4 separate regions of the Sus scrofa genome follow, and regions 1, 2 and 4 are each linked to region 3. A link is a contact called in public Hi-C and HiChIP or PLAC-seq data. All regions are on one chromosome and are shown on one strand. Each heading gives the region's core, a stretch centred on a gene start, on an enhancer-like site or on the middle of the called end of the contact. The rest is flanking DNA. Distances are from core to core; before and after follow the strand shown. Region 1 holds the start of LOC100626250 (cytochrome c oxidase subunit 6A2, mitochondrial). Region 2 holds the start of ORAI3 (protein orai-3). Region 3 holds the start of FUS (FUS RNA binding protein). Region 4 overlaps LOC100626250 (cytochrome c oxidase subunit 6A2, mitochondrial).

The links. A called contact is a pair of places that touch in the nucleus more often than the background predicts. HiChIP or PLAC-seq counts read pairs in DNA pulled down with a chosen protein or histone mark.
Region 1: an H3K27ac HiChIP or PLAC-seq map of alveolar macrophages shows a contact between it and region 3. The contact joins the promoter of LOC100626250 here to the promoter of FUS in region 3. A contact is called at or near these places in 3 of 5 promoter capture datasets (fetal liver, fetal skeletal muscle and skeletal muscle), 4 of 47 Hi-C or Micro-C datasets (blood, liver and skeletal muscle) and 2 of 2 datasets of contacts at active chromatin or transcription factors (alveolar macrophages and skeletal muscle).
Region 2: a contact with region 3 is called in a Hi-C map of liver, with 4 times the contacts expected there. The contact joins the promoter of ORAI3 here to the promoter of FUS in region 3. A contact is called at or near these places in 1 of 47 Hi-C or Micro-C datasets (liver) and 1 of 2 datasets of contacts at active chromatin or transcription factors (alveolar macrophages).
Region 4: an H3K27ac HiChIP or PLAC-seq map of skeletal muscle shows a contact between it and region 3. The contact joins the enhancer-like site here to the promoter of FUS in region 3. A contact is called at or near these places in 2 of 5 promoter capture datasets (fetal liver and fetal skeletal muscle), 11 of 47 Hi-C or Micro-C datasets (alveolar macrophages, blood, embryonic fibroblasts and 4 more) and 2 of 2 datasets of contacts at active chromatin or transcription factors (alveolar macrophages and skeletal muscle).

The regions. Positions count from the first base shown.
Region 1 is chr3:17,105,989-17,111,725 of Sscrofa11.1, forward strand. LOC100626250 (cytochrome c oxidase subunit 6A2, mitochondrial) reads left to right here and starts at 2,635. Exons shown (of 8, transcript XM_021086396.1): 1 at 2,635-3,094. ARMC5 (armadillo repeat-containing protein 5) reads right to left here and starts at 2,535. Exons shown (of 6, transcript XM_021086388.1): 1 at 1,883-2,535. The coding sequence starts at 2,363.
Region 2 is chr3:17,494,231-17,499,295 of Sscrofa11.1, forward strand. It overlaps ORAI3 (protein orai-3), which reads right to left and starts at 3,161. Exons shown (of 2, transcript XM_003481021.4): 1 at 2,370-3,161. The coding sequence starts at 2,597. It overlaps FBXL19 (F-box/LRR-repeat protein 19), which reads right to left. Exons shown (of 12, transcript XM_013987711.2): 12 at 3,256-5,018. The coding sequence ends at 4,840.
Region 3 is chr3:17,324,552-17,330,224 of Sscrofa11.1, forward strand. FUS (FUS RNA binding protein) reads right to left here and starts at 2,014. Exons shown (of 15, transcript NM_001287420.1): 1 at 2,002-2,014; 2 at 425-449; 3 at 175-329. The coding sequence starts at 2,014.
Region 4 is chr3:17,125,566-17,131,357 of Sscrofa11.1, forward strand. All of the region lies in intron 4 of LOC100626250 (cytochrome c oxidase subunit 6A2, mitochondrial), which reads left to right. Among named protein-coding and RNA genes, the nearest start is that of ARMC5, 20 kb to the left of the region's middle. Within about 2 kb of position 3,401, at least 7 of the 83 cell types and tissues checked have an H3K27ac peak or open chromatin away from gene starts, as enhancers often do. A contact at or near this core is called in alveolar macrophages, fetal skeletal muscle and skeletal muscle, where this site is marked.

The DNA of each region.
Region 1 (5,737 bases), core at 1,385-3,884, 220 kb before region 3:
GCCTGGGAACTTCCGTATACCATGGATTAGGCCAAAAAAAAAAAAAAGAGTTTAAAAAAAAAAAGCCAATGTTAGTGACATGATAGAGGCTGGCAGTCATAGGGAGAATGGGTTACAGGAGAAAAGAATAAGGCAGGAGGAGCAACAGGGAGGCTGTCACAATGGTCAGAGGATTGCTTGAACCAAATCAGCTATCAGCACAGCCCAGCACAGTCTCTGGGCACATGAGGGAAGAATAGAAGAAGTGTATGGATTCAGGAGATATTTAAAATATACAACAGTGAATGAATATGGGGGTTACACACTAACAACAAAATCTACTAATTTATTGAAGACTTGTTAAAATCCCAGGCCTCTTGTCAAATACATTATGGTCCAGATGCATTTAATGCAAATTAATTTTTTTTTTTTTTTTTTTTTGTCTTTTGAGGGCCGCACCTGTGGCACATGGAGGTTCCCAAGCTAGGAGTCCAATCAGAACTATTGCTGCCGGCCTACACCAGAGCCACAGCAAGGGCAGATCCGAGCTGTGCCTGTGACCTACACCACAGTGCACCACAACAGGGATCCTCAACCCACTGAGCGAGGCCAGGGGTCGAAGCAGCAACATCATGGTTCCTAGTTGGATTCGTTTCCACTGCGCCAGAATGGGAACTCCTTATCCAAAACAATTTTAAGATTTCATCAAAACAGGCATAATTTCCTAGCTGGCAGGCAAGGACGTCTAAACTATATTCACAATGTTGCCACTAGGAGGCGCCAAATTAGCTGGTAAACAGAAAAGCTTGCTGTCTTTTGTTAGGATTGGTTCTTTTTTAAAATTGAAGTGTAGGTGAAGTATGATATTATACAAGCTGCAGGTGTACAATATGGTAATTCCCAATTTTTAAAGGTTACATTATATTTACATTGTAGAATATTGGCTTAGGATGTGTTCTTATTGTGCTAGCTTTTAATAACTAAATACCCAATCCATCTAATTATCACCTTTTTTGTATTTCATTTTCTTCCTATTCTAATTTTTTTTTCTCCTTCTTTTTTTTTTTTTCCCTGCGGGTGGAAGTTCCCAGGCTAGGGATGGAACCCACAACACAGCAGTGATCTGAGCCACAGCAGTGACAATGCCAGATCTTTAACACATTGAGCCACCAGGGACGTCTCTCTATTCCTTTTTTTCTTTTTTCTTTTGGCTTCTTAGAGCTGAACACCCACAGAATATGGAAATTCCCAGGCTAGGGGTCTAATCAGACCTACAGCCGCCGGCCTACACCAGAGCCAGAGTAAGGGGAGATCAGAACCGCACCTACGATCTACACCACAGCTCATAGCAACGTGGGATCCTTAATCCACTGAGCAAGCCAGGGATCGAACCTGCATCCTCGTGGATCCTAGTCGGATTCGTTAACCGCTGAAGCACGAAGGGAACTCCCTATTCCAATTTTTTGAAGTAACTATTATTACACCATTTTACCATCCTAGCCTCGGATGAGTCTAGCTGACCGCAGAGCACACTTTCTGACCACCAGTTCATCAAATGGGACTTGCTCCTGCACAAGGCCAGACACAAGGCCTTAAGTGGAGAGTAAGAATCATTTGAAAGAGTCACTACATAATCCTTTGGCCTCCACCAGCCCAGAGGCGAGAGTGGTGCTCCACAGCCAGTAAGTAACTGCTTGTAATTATCTGATCTAGGAGGGCTAGGGTCTAATTTATAGAGAGCAGTGACATCACGGGTCATGACAGCTAAAGAGCGGGGGGGCGCTGTGCCGTCATAAAGCGCAGTCTTCCAGGCTACCACACACAGAACTCAAAGACTCTGCCCACGCCCAGAATAGGACACAAGTTCGGGTGGAATCCTAGGAAATGAGGGCGGAGCACTTACCCAATGGGAGTATGCCTCCGAGTCTGCGCACTTCAGCCCGGCACGCCCCTTCCGTACAGCAGTTGGCTAGGATGCTGAGCGCTAAGTCCAGCGTCTTGCGCAGGCGCGCTGGCGGAGAGGGCGTCGGTGATGACGAAGCTGCGGAGGGGGCGGGGCCCGGCGAGGGGGCGGGGCCAGAAGAAGCCGCTGACTCGACCGAAGAGGGGGTGGAGCCTGAGCCAGCCTGGGACAGGGCGGGACCCGCTGCAGCCGCTCGCCGTAGCAGAGCGAGAAGGGGGCGGAGCCCGCCGCGTGCCCGGAAGCGCTCGATTCCCCCCGCTGCCTTGACGTGGCGCGTGCGGAGGGCTAAGAGCGCGCGGCCCAAGGGTGTCTCGTTGGTAGCTGTGTCCTTTCCCCCACCTAGACCCTCCCCGGCCGCCGCCGTGAGCTGCGCGAGGCAGAACGAGAGCGAGTCCGTGGGGGTTGGCTTCGCGGCCGCCATCTTGGCTCAGGCTTAAGGCTCCGCCCCCCCTTCGCAGCGCATCCAAGAGAGCGGAACTGGAAGGAGGGGCGTGGCCAGGCACCTCCTCTCTGACGCTTTTTAAATAGCGCCGCCGCAGTAATTATGCCAGTCGGAAGTTGTAGTTCCCGATCCTTGGTGCTCTGACCTGCACAGTCGCAGAAGGCTCGACGAGAGTGGTGGTTATCTAATCGCTGTGCGTGCCTAAGAGGCGTGTGCGGCGCATGCTTGGATACGTAGTCCGCGCCAAGCGTAACATGCCCCGCGTAGGATAGTAGGCAACTCTCCCGGTACTCGAATGGGTCAGTGTCTCTGGAGAACCCAGATATCCGACTACGGAGTCTCAGTACTGTACTGCTCCAGGTGACTTGGCTACTCCGCCCCCAGAGTGTCCCCAGCGACAGCCTTTTCCTTCAGGCTCGCTTTGCCGTCCTCCCCGCCCCTCCAGCGGTGGCCGGGGCACCGAAGTCCGCGTTGATGAGCTCAGAACCCGAGCCAAGCAGAAGGTGTCACATTCCTCACAGCGGCTACAGATGGGAGCATTTGCTCCGTCAAGTGAACAAGAGGGTTAAAGCTATCGATACCGTTCGCTGCCACTTCCTAGAGCGGCAGGAGCTAGTGGACCTTTCCGTTTCCGGTGCTGGATTCCTGGGTCCTGAGTGTCTTCACCTCTTGTGCTTGAGGTTTGCTGGGCGAGGACCGGCCAAGGCCAAGTCAGTAAAGCAGGAGTGATTTATTAAGGCATCCCAAATAGATGGGCCGAGCTCAGGATGGCATCAGCAGCGATTGTGAGGAGTTGTTCTTCCCCACCCCCACCCCTTTTAGGGCCGCACCCTCGGCATATAGAAATTCCCAGGCTAGGGGTCCAATTGGAGCTGGAACTGCAGCTGCTGGCCTACACCACAACCACAGCAAGCGGGATCAAAACTGCGTCTGCGACCTACATCACAGCTCTCGGCAGGTCGGGATCCTTAACCCACTCAGCAAGGCCTGGGATCTAATCAGCATCCTCATAGACACTATGTCGGTTCGTTACTACCGGCCACTATGGGAATTCCGTGGAGATCTAGTTATAAAAGGCTGGTTGCCAGCAAAACGTGGAGGGAACAATGTGCGAGGGAGGAGGGTGGCAAAGGACGATAGCTTTCCCTCTCCATTTCTCCTGTCCGGATAAGTGCTGTAACCACCCTGCCTTGGGCAGGGATTGACTTAAGCAGGCAGGGTGGTTAATCGGGCGGGGTAGTTGATTGACTTAGCAGACAGGGTGGTTGATTCTTGGTCAGCGACTTTCTAATGTCATTGACCCGTGTTTCAAGTCCACCATCCCCCTGGGAACCTATCAGTTGAGGCACTAGCAAGTGTGGAAGCACTCTTTAAACACTGCGGCCTGGGTGCGCTGGGAGGAGGGGGAGTCAGCAACAATTCCTGGCCCTTCTTTTGCCTAGTTATGTACATGAGCTTGGACTCCATCCCGTTCTCTTTTTTCCTTTCGTTTTTTTTTTTTTTTTCTTTCTTTTTTGGCTGCCCCATAGCATATGGAGTTCCTGGGCCAGGGATCAGATCTGACCCATAGTTTTGACCACGCTGCAGCTGCAGCAACGCCAGATCCTTTAACCCACTGTGTCAGGCCAGGAATCCAACCTGAGTCTTGGTGCTGCAGATACCACCCATCTTGTTGCGCCACAGAGGGAACTCCTCGTTCTACCTCTGATCTCATCCAGTTCTGGGACTCAGGTTCCTCCTCTGAGCCTGGTGGGCCACAAAGAGGCTGGTGCTGTGCAGTGCATGTGTCCATGGTCTGGCAGTTGGATTCCTGCCCAATGGGAAGCTCAGCTGTGGCTGGTGATTTGGGAGGGGCGCTGGGGATGCCAGAACAGCACCCCATCCCTCCACCCCCACCCAAGCCAAAGTCCCTCCCTTCCCTAGACATACTCCAGGAGGACTGGGACTCTGCATTGTCCCTACTGCGTCCCCAGCATTCCACATGGGGCAGGTGCAGAGCATTTTGAAGCAGGTCTGATCACTGCCTGGGTGATTCACAGCCTTTCGTCCCTGGGAGTCAAGATTCCTTGGCCGTCTTAGTTCCTCCCAATTCAAAATGCTTACGTCTCTTAATGGCCAGCATCCTCCTGGATCCGAATTAGGCTCAACACATTCAAACCTCAGTACAATCTTTGTGAAGTCAGAAACTCTTTGGGCACCAAGAAGTTTCCTGCAGATTTTTTTCCTGCATGCAGCCCACCCATGCCAGCCTCTTTATAGTACTCTTTGCCCCCCCCCCCCGCCCCTCCATTACTTCCTTCCTCTGGGCCTCAGTGTCTTCAACTCTAAAATGAGCAGATAGATGAGATGATCTTCAAGGCCCTCAGTGAGTTTAGGATTCTACTATGTGTAGGGTGCATGTTGGGGAGCATGAGTTTATACCTGCATTAAAACTTGGTTTTCCTGGAGTTTCTGTTCTGGCTCAGTGGATTAAGAACCCAAGTAGTATCCATGAGGATGCAGGTTCGATTCTTGGCCTCACTCAGTGGGTTAAGGATCAAGCCTTGCTGCAAGGTGTGGTGTAGGTCACAGATGCAGTGTGGATCTGGCATTGCTGTGGCTGTGGCATAGGCTAGCAGCTGCAACTCCAATTTGACCCCTGGCCCAGGAACTTCCATATGCTGCAGGTGAGGCCCTCAAAAGAAAAACAAAAACAAAAACTTGGTTTTCCCGTGGTTTGGGTTGTCATTTGACACCCAGAATCTATTCTCACCTCCTTCTGAAGAGGCTCTCCAGACTTTAGTTGCTGGAAAACTAAACTATATTTCCCAGCTTCCCTTGCATATTGGGTGCTTCCAGTGTCCTTGTATGAGATTTAGAAGATGGAAATGAAATGGGCCACTTTTTTTTTTTTTTTTTTTTTTGACCACATCTGCATGGTCAAAAACTTTGGCATTCATAAGTTTCCAGGCCAGGGATCAAACCTGAGCCACAGCAGTGACAACACCGGATCCTTAACTGATAGGCCACCAAGGAACTCCCTTGCTGCTGTTTTCTGATGACCAATAAGGTTGGGGAGGCATGGAGGTTTTCTGCAGCAATGCTGCAGTGCCTGATCTTCAACCTGCTGGATGTCAAGGCAGTTTAGAGGCAATGAAGCAGCTTCCTAATCTCTGGTTTGCAGCTATGACCCAAATCTCCTCTAGCTTATATGGCACCCCATGAGGAAAAAGGTGCCCCCTCTCTGGGAAGGCACAGTCTCGGTGGTCAGCTGAGGCCAAAGTGGACCTGACTGGCCCAACAGGATCAGGCAGCTGGTGGCTGAACCTAGATCAAAATCAGAGTCCTTTCCAGATGTAGCCCATTTCCAGGTG
Region 2 (5,065 bases), core at 1,911-4,410, 170 kb after region 3:
TGGTACCTACTCCATAGGATAAAAGATGATTCACATAAAAGCCTTAAGCATAGTGCCTGGTACTTAGTGACAGTTCAATACAATGTGTATAATATTATGCTAACCAAGGCCACCTGGATTCCAGAATAGAGATCTTTCCCTATACCTGTTTTTGTTTTTGTTTTTTTTTTTTTTGGCCACACCTGTGGCATATGAAAGTTCCCATGCTGGGGGTTGATTCAGAGCTGCAGCTGCCGGCCTACACCACAGCCACAGTAATGCAGGATCTGAGCCGCATCTGCGACCTATGCCGAAGCTTAGGGCAATGCCAGGTCCTTAACCCACTGACCCAGGCCAAGGATCAAACCTGCATCCTCAAAGACACTATGTCAGGTTCTTACTGCTGAGCCAGGAGGGTGGTGGTAGGAAGGCAAGGCTGAATATTTTGAGAAATTGGGCCATGGCAGGTGTTAGCAGCTGTTTTCCACAGACAGGGATCTGGGCCAGCCCAGTCCTGGTTTCTCCCAGAGCCTGACCTAGCCTTGCTCTCCCCTGGCAGGACCAGGGCCAGTCCTGCCCCAAGAACCTACTCATCTGGGATTTCCCTTGTGGCACAGCAGGTTAAGGATCCAGCGTTTTCACTACAGTAGTTTGGGTCACTGCTGTGGCTTGGGTTCAATTCCTGGTCTGGGAACTTCCACATGCTGCAGATGTGGCCAAAAACACCAAAACCCCTACTTATCTTGCCTCTTGGTCCTGCAGAGAAAGTCTTGGGACTTAAGCTGTCACCCCAGCAAACTGCAAGGGCAGCAGCAGGGGGAATAGTCCCCTTGGGAATAGGCCGGAAGTCGGGGGCATCTCAGGCAGGTCCACAGGCTGCTCCCATCCCTCTGCAGTCTGTGCAGGTAAAGCTCCTTGTCCTGAGATGACCCCACATCAGGAAATGTGAGCTGAGGATCTGGGGCCTGTGGATCCTGGACCCCCACATAGAAAACAATACCTAGGATGACCCTTAAGGATAGAAACTTTCAGAGTTCTCTTGTGGCGCAGCAGGTTAAGGATCCAGCGTGGTTGCCGCCACTGCTGGGGTCACTGCTGTGGCATCAATTCAATCCCTGGCCCCAGAACTTCCGCATGCCGTGGATGTGCCAAAAAAAAAAAAAAAAGGATAAACATTCCATCTCATCATTCAAATGCAGAGGTTGTGGCAAAGTGGGCGGGGACTAAGCCAAATCACCTAGTGCTACGACCCCTTTTCGCCCCCATCCTGACAGCCCTGTCATGTTCCTATGAGGATCCCCCTCCAGCCCATTTTCCCCTTCCTGTTGTGATGATGGGAAACCCTGGACTAACAGTTCAGCGACCCTGGGTCCTAGTTTATCCTCTATCCTTCATCTGCTGAGTGCTCTTGGCAGAGCCACTGCCCTATTCTGGACCTTGATCTCCACGCCTGTCCAGTTAAGAGGTAGTCTCGCCCACCCCTGATGTGCGTCTTGCTCTGACATGCTCAGACCTGGGGTTTGATGATGAGAATTGGCTCACCTTGGGGCTGGTACTTGGCAGGATACAGAGGGCGCACCCTCCATGGTCCCACAACTTCCCACTGGCCCGTGAGGGGGTGGAGGCCTATCCAGGGTCACACAGCTAAGCACAGGCTGCAAGGAGCCAGGACTTATGTCTGCTGACTCCTCACCACAGGACCTCCCCTCCCTGGTCCCACTTCCTGTGAGGCTGATACGGATGTGAACCGTTAGCTGATATCATCTGCTCACACTTGGAGTTTATCATCTCTAGAATCATCTATCAGCTTCCTCAACAGCTTCTCTCCCTAGGGGCTTCTTCACAGGCATCCTTCCTTACCAAAGCTTCTGTGGCCTACACGAAGCACTCTGTGCCAGGTGGGGCCTGGCCGCCCTCCTTGCTATGGGCCCACTTGTTGGGTGGCCATGTAGTTTATTCTCTCAACACCCCCTCCCCGCCCCAGCTCTGATTTGTCTGATTCGTCTTTGCACCTCTCATGGGGACCTAGCAACCACTTGTGCTGGACTGCGCTCCTTCTGTACCTCTCTGCTCCAGCCTTGCACACGTTTCCCCCCTTGGTGACTTGTCTGCCTCCAAAACATTATTTGTGTCCCCCATGCCTTGGGATTAGTCTTCCCTCTGGTCCAGTTAATGCTAGGGGCCTGTTTACACACCCCACCCACACCCTAAGAGACATGTGTAGTCCCTTGAGACCTCGTTTATTCCCCTTTTCTCTCTTAAAAACCGCTCTCTGCCTTCCCTTCACCCTGTCCCCCTTGGGTACCCGTTCACATCGTTCCAGCGCGGGCGCGGTCCCTCCCACGTGCCTCGCTCCCTCCCTGTGCGCCCCTTCCCTCCCCTCCCCTCACCATGGCGAAGCCCGAGAGCAGGGCAGACGTGCGGCTGGAGGCTTTGAGCTTGGCCCGGCTGAGGTAGAGGCGGCGCCAGCTGAGCGCCCGCAGCGAGTGCTGACTGGCCCCCATGAGGTCCAAGTAGCCGCGGTGCACGAACTCTCGGTACGTGGCCGAGCCCGCGGGGCTCTCGGCCTCCGGGTTCAACGGGGCCTGTTCGCCCGCGTCCCCCTCGCCGCCCTTCATTCTGGGGGCCACAGCACCGGGCGGGCTGGTCGGTCAAGGTGGGGCCGAGTCGCCTCGGGGACCCCAGCAGGGTCGGCCCAGGCCAGGGGAAGGGCCCATCCCCCGGCGGGGCGAGCGAGGATGCGAGCGGCGAGCACCCGGGAAGACGTGGCCCGGGCGGAGCAGGAAGAGCAGGCGTCTGAGGGGAGCCCTAGGGGCTGAAGCAGGACAGCCGAGGCCGAAACAGGAACTGGGGCGGAGGCGGAGCCGGGGCGGCCACATGATGGGGTGGAGCCGGGGGGACCATCGGCAGAGAGCCCAAGGGACCCCGAGACCCCAGTCCACCGGGAACTTCCTCTAGGCGCTTAAGCCCCGCGGAGATGAAGGGCCAGCCCTAGCCCGTGGCTAGGAGGGAGTTCCCGGGCCCTGGCCCACTCCAAGAACACCTGGACACTTCCAACGACCAAACTCCAAACCCTTACCTAAATCGTGAGCCCACCCAACCGGAGGGCCCGCAGGAGGCCCAGCATCCTCAATTTTGGGAAGCTTAGTAGGACCTAGGCGCCCCCCTCCCCAAGCCCCGGGATCCACTCAAACGAGCCCCCTCCTCCCAGAACCTGAAAGAACACCCTGGTCACGCCCCGCCCCCGCCACAGACAAGACACACGAACTCGGCAGCCCCGGCTGGAAGATTTTGAGTTTTATAGCAAACCGTATTATACAGACCCGGGGCCCAGGGGCCCAGCCCGGCTGGGTCCCCTACTTGTCCCCCGCCGGGCTGCCTCCTCCCCCTCCCCCAAGCGGCCCCATCCTCAAGCCTTTCGCGATCCCCAGGACCCCCTCCCTTCCGGCCTTTGGTCCGCCCAGCCCCTCCCCCCACCCGCGCACCTCCCTGTTACCTGAGGTATGTGGATAGATCCCCCCTCCCCTACATGGTACATCCTGGCTCCCCAGGGAGGCCAGGGATGAGGGGCGGGACCTGGCCCCGACTCCTCCCCCTGGCTCCCCAAGCCCCGCCCCCGCAGTGGAGGCAAGGGAAAGGGAGGGCCAACAGTCTGTTACTAAGTTCCCATGGCAACTAAGAGGGGCCATTTCCAGCCTTAGCACTGGCTTTGGGAGGTGTCCATTGGCTGCTAATTCCATGGCAACCAGGAGTGGCAGTTCCCTGGGCAAATGGGATACAAGTTTCCATGACGATGAAAGAGTGGGAAGAGCCAAGCTGGAGGAGTCCCATCTTCCCCATCATTGGGCTGGCACCCCACCCCACCCCCACCTCAGGTCAGGAGGGAGGGGTGGAGTTGGTCAATACAGTAAAGCAAGAGAGAGCCTGGGGGTGGTACAGTCCAAACTGGGTGTCCACCGGTCCAGTCTCAGTCCAAGCTGGTCCCGTCCCCTCACACTCCGGCTCCCCCAGGTCCGAGGTTCCCCCGGTTCAAGTAACACTTCAGTACAGATGAATGTTCAAGTATAGTGCGGGGAGGCAGGTAGGGGGCTGGGGTACCCCTCACCACTCCCCAGGGCCGCGCTGAACAGCGGGTAGGCCGCAGCCCCCACTCCTCACAATAGCTGCCATTGTCAGTGACGTTCAAGGAGTCAGGGTTGGGGGGAAGGAACTGAAATCTGAGGAGGGAGGAAGGAGAGGGGTGACCCCGAGGGGGTCCTACCGCCCCCACACCTGCTCTTGCCCCCACCCCTCACTCAGCCCTGGCTTTCCCCTGGTTCCCCGAGTCCCCTCATCTCTGACACCTGGATTCCCCAATTGCTCCTCTGGTTTCCCTTTTTGGCCCCACCCCCACCCCCCAACTCCAAGTATCTGGTCTTTGTTCCCGGAACCCTTGGTGGTCTGCTTTCCGCCCGTCCCCCCACCCCCGGCCCATCCTCCAGCTCCCCCAGCCCCCTGGCTCCCAGTATCCTGTGCGCAGATACCCTTTCCCGCTCTCCCTCCCTCAAACTTGCACCTCAACCCCCCTCCCACCATCCCTTTGGCTCAGCACCCCCCAGTACCTCGGACCCACTCCCCCCAGGGGATGGACAATGAAGCAGGTGGAAGGGTGAGGGGAGGGGAAGGAGAGACCCCCAGAGATATCAGTGCAGGGGGTAGAGAGCGGGGAGGCTGGCTCGAGTCCCTGGGCAGGAATCCCAAGTCATAAAACTCAGGAATCCCAAGTCATGAGGTGGGTAACCTGGCCTCCTGGCAGGGGTGAAATGAAGGCCTGAGGTCCAGGCTCCTGATGAGTCCCGGGGGAGGGTGGGGGGCACCCAACTAGCTGTCCTTGAGAAGCAGCTTCTCCTCTGGGCAGCGGAAGGGGCCAGGGGGCCCGGCGGCTGCCAGCCGGGCACAAGCTTCAGGTGAGAGCTGGCGGCAGGAGCGCAGGTCTAGGCGGCGGAGGCGCGGGCAGCGGCGGAACAGCGGGAGGCAGTGGTCCGTGAGGCGGTGGCAACCTGGGGTTGGGGCAGAGGAGACCAGGAAGGTGAGGTGGCGGAGGCAC
Region 3 (5,673 bases), core at 764-3,263:
CAGAATTAAGTACTTGGAAAGAACTCAAACTCTAAGTAGCTTGAAGGATCACAGACTGGTTAAGGGCAAAGAAACTGGGGGACAGTTTCAACAGTTCAGCACTGCTTAGGTTTAAGAAAAGCAACATTCAGAAAAAGCAGGAAGAGGAAGGGTGACCCACTTAAAAAGACTCACTGTTCTGGGTCTGTCCATAAGAACTGCCATAGCTGCTCTGGCCATAGCCTGAAGTGTCCGCTGACTGGCCGTAACCGCTGTAACTCTGCTGTCCGTAGGGCTGGTTGCTCTGCTGGGAATAGCCCTGCCCAGGCTGGGTGGGGTAGGCCCCGTAGCTGGAGAAGAAAAGGCAACAACGGTGCTCTCAGGAAAAGACACCTTAGCCACCCTTGCCCCCTACAAACTCTGGAAACCCAGAAATGACACTCACCTTTGGGTTGCTTGTTGGGTATAGTCTGCAAAACAGAAAAATACAATCATATTAACATTACCTTCAGCCACCCCTAAGAGAACAAACTAGAGGTAAAGGCCTCAACTCAAGCCCCAGAGCCCCTAGATGTGAAAATTGACAAGGCAGAAATCCCCTCCTGAAACCCTAGTTGAGAGGGGCAAGACGGCAGACCAAAGTCAAGTTTTCTCACAATAAAGACACACCAAAAAAGCGAATTTCTACCGAGACCAAGAGGCCTTAAGTACTGGAAAAAGCAAGAGTCCTGGTGGACAACTACCATTTTTCTGCAACTTCAACTGATATCCGGAACTGCACAAACTGACTCACATGTTTTCACACCCACTCTATGAGGAAGGTATCCCCAAGAGTCCAACTGAAGCCACACAGCTGCTTGAGCAGAACAGGCTTTATTGCAAGCCAGAAGCAAAAACGTTCCGATTGTAGCCTGCACTTTCTCAACCCAAAGAAAGTCTCAAGATCTGGAGAGAGGCCACCCTCCATCCAATCTTGGAGACAGGAACAGGGGGCTTTTAGTGCAGAGCCAGCTCACCAAGAAGGGAGAATTCTTTGACCCCAAACGACAGAGATCGCCATCAAAGAGCGGTCGCCTCGAGAGGCAAGCCGACTGGTACTCAGGTCCTCAGCCCTACGGCTCCCAACGAGTTCCTATCTCCCCTGCCTGCCTCGGGGCTGCGGGGAGACTTGGCGAATCCAAGGTAACGAAAACGCCACAAGGAAGACAGCACAAGCCTGATCAACTCATCTCGATACAGGAAACAGCTTTCCCCGCAGGAAACGGCAAAAGGATCGGGAGAGGGTGTGGCCTAAGGCGGCCGTTCCTTTCAGTTCCTACCTCCCAAGGAGGAAAATTTAGGCGGGAAAAGCCTCACCCGGTCCCCAAGTCCGTTGGACCACCCCCTAGCCCCCCACCCCTAGCCGTTAAACGGGCGCGCGGTCCCGATCCAAAGCCTCCGCCCCCAGCCGCGTGGCACGCGAGGCGGGAACGAGGAGGTCCCGCCCCTTCCCGAGGGACCCCGGGAGCGAGGCCCACACCGGACGAGCGCCGCGGAGCTGCCGGTGGAGGGTCTCGCGACAAAAAGCAGGGCCGACACGAGGCGGGAGGGGGGTTCGCGCCGCCAGAAAAGGGGGGAGGGGCCAGTAGAGCGCGTGCGCGCACCGAGTGCCCGGATGCAGCACTGCGACAAAGCGGGCCCGAGCGCGGGGCTGGAGACGCGGAGGAGAGAAGGCTACGGGGACCAAGCATTTCCATCCGCGTCTCACGTCCCCAGTCACCAAGAAGAGTTCCTCCCAACCCTCACCTAAAGGAAAGGGGCTGCAAAGGGAAGACCTCCCGCCCTGCGCGAGGCGCCAGCGGAGCGAAACAAAATGGCGACATCGGCCTCCCCCTTCCACCCCTCTCCGCTGCTTCCCGCCAGTGGTGCGGAGAAGATCCTACATGCGATCGCTGCCCGGGCCCCACCGAGAAACAAAAGCCCAACTGGGAGCTTACGAGCTCCAGGGCTGGCGCGCCACCGCCGCCTCGCGCACTTACATACCGTTTGAGGCCATGTCCGCGCACGCGCGCACAGGCCGGCAAGCAACAGAATTCCAACACCGCTGAGCACCGACGCCTCGAGGACTGAGCAGCCCCGCCTCCTGCGTCGAGGTTTATGTACGCCTCCCCCGCCTACGTATCCTGGGGGAATGCACCAAATGCGGAAAGGAAAAGGGGAAGCATGGCCGGACTCCTGCCGCCCTTCAGGGAATATATAGGGTCCTAGCCGGCAGAACATAATTGTTATTCACTAAGAACCATGCAAATAATATATATAGCCTTATTTTTTCTGAGAAATAATTTATATTTTCTCTGAAGGACGAGCCAAAGATTCACTTCCACCCCTATAAGATCATAATGGTACAGTCCGATTACCCTCTGGGGGCGGGGCGAGGGGCCTAGGGCGTCTGCGGGCGGAACTGTAGTCAAAGCCGGGAGTCGTGGGGCGGGAACCGAAATTCCTCAGGCTGGCCCCTTTCGCTGGGCCTCACTTTCACTCCGGATAGCGAGCTTCTCCGCTCCACTGCCCTTCCACTGCATCAGATGCATCCTCCCTCCCGCGCCAGCCTCCCTCTCTTGGTTCTAACGTCCCTCCCCCGACCACACACACTACCTTTCTTCGTCTTGGTTTTCACTCATCGTCTTTCAGGGTTGTCCTTACCAGGGCTTGTGGATTGTGACGTTTGACGTGAAAGCAAGCATGGAGTTTAGCTCGGACCCCTGGGTCCTGTTTTGATTAAGCATTTATGGCCCACCTACAACCTCAAAGCTTGGCTTCTGACTCGCTGTTGGACAGAAAAGCCCAAACAATCCGGAGATTGAGATTATATCAGGGTTCTCCCAGCCTTTTGCTGATAAAGGGCTGGGAGTATTTTCCTGAAACCCTACGGAGGAATCAATGTGCAGATCCAACAATAATTGATATTTGTATAGGGCTGAAGTGGCTTCAGAATGCACAATTAGAGAGTTCTCTCAGGGCACAGTGGGTTAAAGATCTGGCGTTGTCACTACTGTGGCTCAGGTGGCTGCTGTGGCAAGGGTTCACTCCCTGGCCCCAGAACTTCTGCATGCAGTGGGCGCGGCCAAAAAAAAAAAAGCCCAATTAATTGCTTTTCCATCACAATCTTACGAAGAAAGATAGCAAGGCTATCTTTTATACACCAAAAAAATGAGACTCAGGCCAAATGCAATCTATGATTATGGAACAGCCAAATGTAAGGGGTCTAATTCGAATCCAGGTCTGTGTGGCTGCAAAATACTCCTTTTGTTAGTTATACAGACATTTTGAAGTGTTCTGAAGCTTGTTCACTCCTTATGAGAAAAAGGACAAAACATGAAATTCAAATTAACTTGCAACTTGCACTCTCATCAGCCTTGCCTGGAGAAGGAAAGCTGAAAGTATTGAGAAAGGTCCCTGGTGGTCTAGTGGCTAGAATCAGGTGCTTTCACTGCTACAGCCAGAGTTTAGTCCCTGGCCTGGGAACTGAGAGCCCATATCCAACCACTGCACACTGAAGGGTGGGAAGAGGTGAGTATTAAATAAAACAAGGTAAAGGGCATTATTCCTGGTACACATATACCATGCAGATTTTCCTTCCCAACTTATCTTTGACACGTGTTCCAAAACTTCCCTTGTAGGCTGCAGACATTTTCCTAGAGAAAACAGCTATGCCCTTGGAGTTCCTATTGCCATGCAGTGGTCAACAAATCTGACTAGGAACCATGAGGTTTCGAGTTCAATCCCTGGCCTTGCTCAGAGGGTTAAGGATCCAGTGTTGCCATGAGCTGTGGTGTAGGTTGCAAACGTGGCTCTGGCATAGGCCAGTGGCTACAGCTCCAATGAGACCCCTAGCCTGGGAATCTCCATGTGCCACGGGAGCAGCCCTAGATAAGGCAAAAGAAAGAAAGGAAGAAAGGAAGAAAGAAAGAAAGAAAGAAAGAAAGAAAGAAAGAAAGAAAGAAAGAAAGAAAGAAAGAAAGAAAGAAAGAAAGAAAAGAAAAGAAAACAAACAGCTATGCCCACGAACTTCTACCCAATTCCTAATTTCGGCTGTGATGACCTTTGAACACCCTGACACCCACCCCACCACCACTGAGAGGGCAGTGTGACCCTGAAGTGAGGGCAAACAAAGGGAAGTCCATCACTCATTCACTCATTGATTCCCCAAATATTTATTAAGTCCAGGGACTGTTCTGGCCACTGAGGATGCATTAGTGTACAAAATAGATGAAACGATTTAACAACAGGGGTAACACAATAAAATTTATATAAAACATATTTATAATAACACTTTCATAAGTCTTGCTAAGTATTGGGCGCTATTCTGAGCACTTTGAGTATACCTTGTGTAATCTTTTTTTTTTAGAGCCACACCCCCAGCATACGGAAATTCCCAGGCTAGGGGTCTAATTAGAGCTTCAGCTGCCAGCCTACACTACAGCCACAGCAACACAGGATCTGAGCCTCCTCGGCAACGTACACCCTAGATCCCGGCAAGCTACATCCCTGACCCACTGAGCGAGGCCAGGGATGGAACCCGCATCCACACAGATACTAGTCAGATTTGTTTCCGCTGCACCACAACGGGAACTGCTGGCTTGTGTAATCTTATTCTTCACAATAAAATGTTCACATGAGGATTGCATTTCACAGACAAGCAAATTGGCAGGCACAGAAAGGTTAAAAAGCTATGCCCAGGGCAACACAGAAAGAGCCACAGCCCGGTTCCCAAGCCAGGTGGCCGGGCTCAGAGTTGCTGCTCTTAACTCCTATGCTTCAGCAAACATCGCTTGAGCACTGCATAATATGGACCGAGCATGGGGCAGACCTAGAGAGAGGAAGATAAACAAGATCCAGTCGCTGATCCGCAGGACAGTATAGCCAGTGAGTGAACTGTGGGTGAGACCCACGGTGTCTTGGGACCCACAATGTCAAGTGACCCGAAGTGTACTTGACTCAAATGCAGTTAAGTACTGACCATGGACCCAAGGTCTCTGGAAACTGCCGGGAGAGCAAGTCATTCATCAGGTAGACAGCCAGAGTACAGGAAAGAAAGGAGGGACCATTGAAGCGAAGCTTTACAGGCTACGTAGGAGTTCACAAAGCAGTAGAGGAAACAGTGTAACAGGTAGAAGGAATGGCAAAGTCAAGGGCGTGGGTGGGGAGGAGCACTCCTGAACAGCGCGGCAGGCTCCAACTATGGCCTCTGCAAGGCTACATCAAGTGACTGTTCTCCAGGCTTATCGCTCTCAGCGGACCTCTCCGGACTCACAAAGCATGCGAGCATCTCTCTCCTGAAAGTCTCCTTCCTCGGCATCGGTGCTCCGGGCCCTTCACCTCTCCCACTGTCCCTTCAGCTCCTTCCCTGCCTTCTCCTCCTCTGCTCGCTGTGCAGAGAGCAGAGCTCCCAGGAGCTCTGTCTTCTGCCTTATTTGCTTCTCCCTTGAGACCCAAAGCGCAAATTGCAGCCTGCTGTGAAATGCAGCCTGAAGCCAGGTTCTCCGTAGCCTACAGCGTTTTTCTTTTTTTAACCAGTTGCCAACACAAAAAATAGGGCAAGGAGTTCCCCGTGTGGCGCAGTGGTTAACGAATCCGACTAGGAACCGTGAGATTTCAGGTTCGATCTCTGGCCTTGCTGAGTGGGTTAAGGATCCAGCGTTGCTGTGAACTGTG
Region 4 (5,792 bases), core at 2,151-4,650, 200 kb before region 3:
TGAACATCGGAGTCCATGTGTTGGATTTCCGAGTCGTGGTTTTCTCTGGGTAGATGCCCAGGAATGGGATTGCTGGATCAAATGGTAGTTCTATGTTTAGTTTTCTGAGGACTCTCCATACTGCTTTCCACCGTGGTTGCACCAGTTTACAATCCCACCAACAGTGTACTAGGGTTCCTTTTTCTCCACACCCTCTCTAGCACTTACTGTTTGTAGACTTTTGGATGATGGCCATTCTGGCTGGTGTAAGGTGGTACCTCAGAGAGGTTTTGATTTGCATTTCTCTAATAATGAGTGATGTTGAACATCTTTTCATGTGCTTCTCAGCCATCTGTATGTCTTCTTTGGAGAATTGTCTGTTTAGATCTTCTGCCCATTTTTGGATGGGGTTGTTTGTTTTTTTGGTATGGAACTGCAGAAGTTGTTTATAAATTTTGGAGATTAATCCCTTGTCAGTCGATTCACTTGCAAAGATTTTTCTCCCATTCTGTAGGTTGTCTTTTTGTGTTATTTAGGGTTTCCTTTGCTGTGCAGAAACTTTGAAGTTTGATTAGGTCCCATTTGTTTTTGTTTTTGTTGTCAATACTCTAAGAGGTGGATCTGAGATGTTGCTGTTGTTTATGTAAGTTATTTTAAAAGTCACTTAGCCAGTTGCTGATTAAGCTTTTACTCTGACCTTTAGGCATTTAACAATCACTAGCATTTGAGGAAGCTTGGCGTCAGCTATCTAGGCATAACCTCTAGAGAATCACCATTGTGCTTCTGCAGACGGCATTCTTCTTTGCTAATGTATATCCAGCTAAGGACCCCTCATAAACCTCTTGGGGCTATGGGGCTCCTCTTTTATTCTTAAGAGGACTTATGCTGTGCAAACGGCATGCCAATCTGCACAGGTCTGGGTGTGCCTAGACCAACACATTAAGTCCTCTTTGTTCAGCTGACCCTATGAATAACTTACGCCTCTAGGTCTTTGTTCTTAAGCTTAAGTCATTCACCATCACTGCGACTGTTTTCAAGCAAGAAGATGGGGTAAAGCAGGACAAGGTAAGAGTTTTCAGCAAAGAGGCTAAGAAAACATTGTAGAAACATGTCTCGCGACAGGCTACATAAGAGATTCAAAAAATAAAGCTCTGTGCCTGGCAGGAAGATGCTCATGACAGCATTTTCTGTAGTAATGACCTATTCCATAATAAAGATGAATAAAATGTGGTATTTTAAATAAAAGAATTATATGTAGCCATTAAAATATGATCATTCAGTCATGAGTGCATAAAGGCACATATTTTTTTTCCAGAAAGCAATTAGACTCATCTTTTTAAAAATTTTTATTTATTGATTTTTGCTTCTTAAAGTTCCCCAGGCTAGGAGTTGAGTCAGAGCTGCAGCTCCAGTGGCAGCTGCTGCTGCCACAGCCATGCAGAATCCAAGCCATGTCTGCAACCCATACCACAGCTCAAGGCAACACCAGATCCTTAACCCACTGAGCAAGGCCAGGGATCAAACCTGCGTCCTCATGGATACTAGTCGGGTTCGTTACTCGCTAGACTCACCCTTTGCTTGCAGTAGCTTCTCTTGGGCAGTAGCTAAGCTGTGATTACAGTGGTCAAAATATGGAGACGTGTTGGCAAAGCCTGAAGAAAGCATTTCATGCAAACATGATATTTTTCTTAAGAGGTGGTGGAATTATGGAGAAAAGGGAGTTTCTTGTCCTAATGAGAAAGTCACTATAGTAGAGAAATTAGGAGGATGCTCACTCAAGCCAGACCCTTTGGGTCCTGGTTTTGCCACTTACCCTATGGATTTAAGGCCTTTCAGAGCCTCAGTTTCTTCATCTGTAAAATGGGTAATAGTCCCTCTCTTAGATAGTTGTCATGAGGTTTAATCCATGTGTGGAACCTCTTAGGACAACACCTGGCAAATGGCAAGTACTCTGTAAGTGCTAGCTATTAAACTGTTTATTGCTTTATTTATAGTTTAATCTTTTAAAAATATTTGGCCAATCAACACTGATACACTCCTGTTCACCCTCTACGTCTCAGAAAAAGCTCAACATATCTGCGCTGATAGCTTTATTGACATTACATCTAATAAAATGTGGGCAGTCTGGGAGTTCCCGTCGTGGCTCAGCAGTAACGAACCCGACTAGAATCCATGAGGACTCGGGTTTGATCCCTGGGCTCGCTCAGTGGGTTAAGGGTCCGGTGTTGTCATGAGGTGTGGTGTAGGTTGCAGAGGCGGCTCAGATCCCACATTGCTGTGACTGTAGCATAGGCCGATTTGACCCCTAGTCTGGGAACTTCCATATGCTGCGGGTATGGGGCCCTAAAAAGACAAAAAATGTGGACAGTCTGATGATCATTGGTTAAGTGTATACACTGGCATAACTACCATCACAATCATGATAGAGAACTTTCCCATCACCCGTCAAGCTTCTTTCGTGCCCCTGTTCAGTCGGCTGCTCTCCCCTGCTCCCAGCCCCAGATAACCCTCATCAGCTTTGTGCCCCTATAAATGAGTTTTGCCTGTTGTACATTTTCATATAAACGTAATCATATATTCTATATTCTTTTGTGTCTGGCTCACATCATTTTGTGTCTTACATCATTTTGACATTCATCTGTTTGTTGTGTATCACAATAGTTGTATCTTTTGTTGCTGAGTAGTATTCTGTTACATAGGTATCCCACAATTTTTTTTTTAATCCCTTCACCTGTTGATGGACATTTGGATTGTTCCCTCCTTTTACCTATTATCACTAAAGCTGCTATGCAGATTTGTAAAAAAAAAAAAAACTCTTTGTGTGGACATGTTTTCATTTTTCTTAGGTCATATCATAAGAAGTTCCACCACTTCAAGCTTAGATGTCCAAGAGAATGTGAATGTATGCCAGTGACTAAGTACCGTGAAACTGGGAGTCAGCGATTTTTTGGCATAGGGACGTCACGCTGAAGTGATGGCAGGGTATGAAGGGGGAAGCCTCTGGGTGGCATGCCTGAGTTGCAAGCTTGGAGCTCAGGTGAGGAGTCAAGGCCAGATATCAGTAGGGCTGTGAGGTGAAGTACAAGTAGGGGAGCCCAGAGAGTGATCTGAGAGCCAAGGATCAAGTCTTGGGGCTCAGAGGGACCAGAAGCAGTAGCCCCCAGTCCTCATTTCCAGTTCTCAATTTGGAAATCTAAACTGATAGGCCTAAAAAGAGAAAATTAGCAAGCTTATATGGGAACCACTGGAATGTTTACTAGTTCCATTGCAAACTCAGCTCCTGGACAATATGTTATTGCGATTTTAAGTTACACAGAAGCAGTTAAGACAAAACCACCCTCAGCCTAGGAAAGCTCAGACTACCTGAATGGCAGTCTTTGGGTACTGGCGCAGAGGCGCCACAAGAGGGCGACAACAGCAGAGGCTGCAGCAGCCCTCAGGCCACTGACCAAGTAACAACCGGAAAAGCTCTTAGTGGGCACAATCAAGTGAGACAAAAGGATGGGGATCCCAGGGCAATGACTTGGCCGTTTCTAGTAAAACTCTGAGGGGAGAGAAGGGCACCTAGAACCTTTTCAGCTGTAAATACCCTTCTACATTCCTGTTTTCTCCAAGAGCCATAATTATAAAGTAGGGAGGGGGTTTGAGGGAACCGTGTGTGGACAGAGAAGGTCAGGTAACCTCAGCTGGAATAAAGCCTCATCTCAGCAGCATTTCCAAAGTCCAGCTGGGAAAAAGCAACTGTAGGAAGAATTCCACTATAGCTCAGTAAGAGCTCAGGGATAATTTAGCTATATAACATTTGACAGTTCAACAGAGTTACTAAAAACAAACAAAAAAGCTGAAAGAAGGCAAATAGAGCCAGTTTAGAACAACCAGGAGGAACAAGTATGGAGCCCCTTCTTTAAAATATAGCTTCCTCATTTTTCTTTCATATATTTAGACTAGGTGCATAAAACTTATTCTTCTTGGAGGCTCCCATGTGATGCAGTTAAGGATGTGGTGTTGCCACAACTGCAGTGAGGGTTTGATCCCTGGCTAGGGAGTTTCCACATGCCATGGGTGTAGTAAAAAAACAAAACAAAACAACCTTATTTTTCTTTTGTATATTAAATTCATACCGGGTACCTCAGCTTTTGATCAAAGCTGGAGGCATCCTGTTTGACCCCAGTTCTGAAAAGGCATTTCTATAGCTCTGTCCAAAGCAACACAAATCAAACATGCATTAAACACACCTCTTAATTTATTTAGGCCACCCCTGTGGCATGCAGAAGTTCCCCGGCCTGGGATCAAACCCATGCCACAGGAGTGACCCAAGCCACAGTAGTGACAACCACTGGACCCTTAACTCACTGAGCCACCAGGGAATGCCTAGATACAGCTTTTTAGAACACCCACTTCAGGCCGGGTTCTGGCTGGTGCTGGGGACAGAACCACGGACAAGGCAGACATCAGCCGTGTCTTCTTGCACCTTTCTAGAGCCTCTGGAGTTCATTCAGGCCTGCCTATGCTTTCTTCTTCTTTTTTTTTTTTTCCAAGTAGTTAGAGTTTTCAGACTGAAATAGCTTATGTAGCAGTAGACATTTGCCATGCCTGTGGCTGTCCAGCATCTCTGGAATACTCATCCTGCATTGGAGGATTTTCTTCAAGACACAATTCCTACCACCTAAAGGCAGAAGCCAGAACTTCATTTCCCAAACTTTCTTTTTTTTTCCCCCATATTAAAAAATTTTATTGAAGTAGAGTTGACTTACAAGTTGTGATCATTTCTGCTGTACAACAAAGTGATTCAGTTACACATATACACACATCCATTCTTTTTCAGATTCTTTTCCCATCTAGATTATCACAGAATATTGATTGCGTAGAGTTCCCCGTGCTGACAGCAGGTTCCCACTGGCCAGGCATTCAATATACAGTGTACATGTGCCAATCTCAAATCCCCAGTTCACCCCTTCCCCCCACCTGTCTCCTTTGGTCACCATAAGTTTGTTTAAAGTCTGTGAGTCTGTTCTGCAATAAAGTCATTTGTATCTTTTTTTTAGATTCCACACATAAGTGATATCATGTGATATTTGTTTTTCACTGTCTAACTTCGCTTAGTATCTCTAGGTCCCATCCATGTTGCTGCAAATGGCATTATTTTATTCCTTTTTATGGCTGAGTAATATTCCATTGTGGGTGTGCTTGTGTACCACATCTTTATACAGCATATATATGGGTCTTGTTTTTGTATCCATTCAGCCAGTCTATGTCTTTTGGTTGGAGCATTTAGTCCATTTGCATATAAGGTAATTATTGATATGTATGTTCTTATTGCCTTTTGTTAATTGTTTTGGATTTGTTTTTGTTGATTTTCTCTGGCCCTTTATCTCTTGGGCTTTTTTCTTCCCTTTTGTTCTCTTGTGGTTTGATGACTATCTTTAGTGTTGTGTTTGAATTGCATCTATTGTAGATTTTTGGTTGGTGGTAACCATGAGGTTTTGACATAGGAGTCTATATGTACACACAAGATTGCTTTAAGTTGCTGGTCTCTTAATTGCAAATGCATTTCCAGGATCCTGCATTTGTACCTTCCTCTTACAATTGCTGCTTTTGGTGGCATATTTATGTGTGGATGATTTCCTGCCTTTACTAATGTTTGCCTTTACTGGTGAGCCTCCTTGTTTGTAGTTTTCTTCTTTCTAGTTGTGGCCTTTTCTTTCTGCCTAGAGAAGTTCCTTTAATATTTGTTGTAAAGCTGGTTTGGTGGCGCTCAATTCTCTTAGCCTTTGCCTGTCTGTAAAGATTTTGACTTCTCCTTCAAGTCTGAA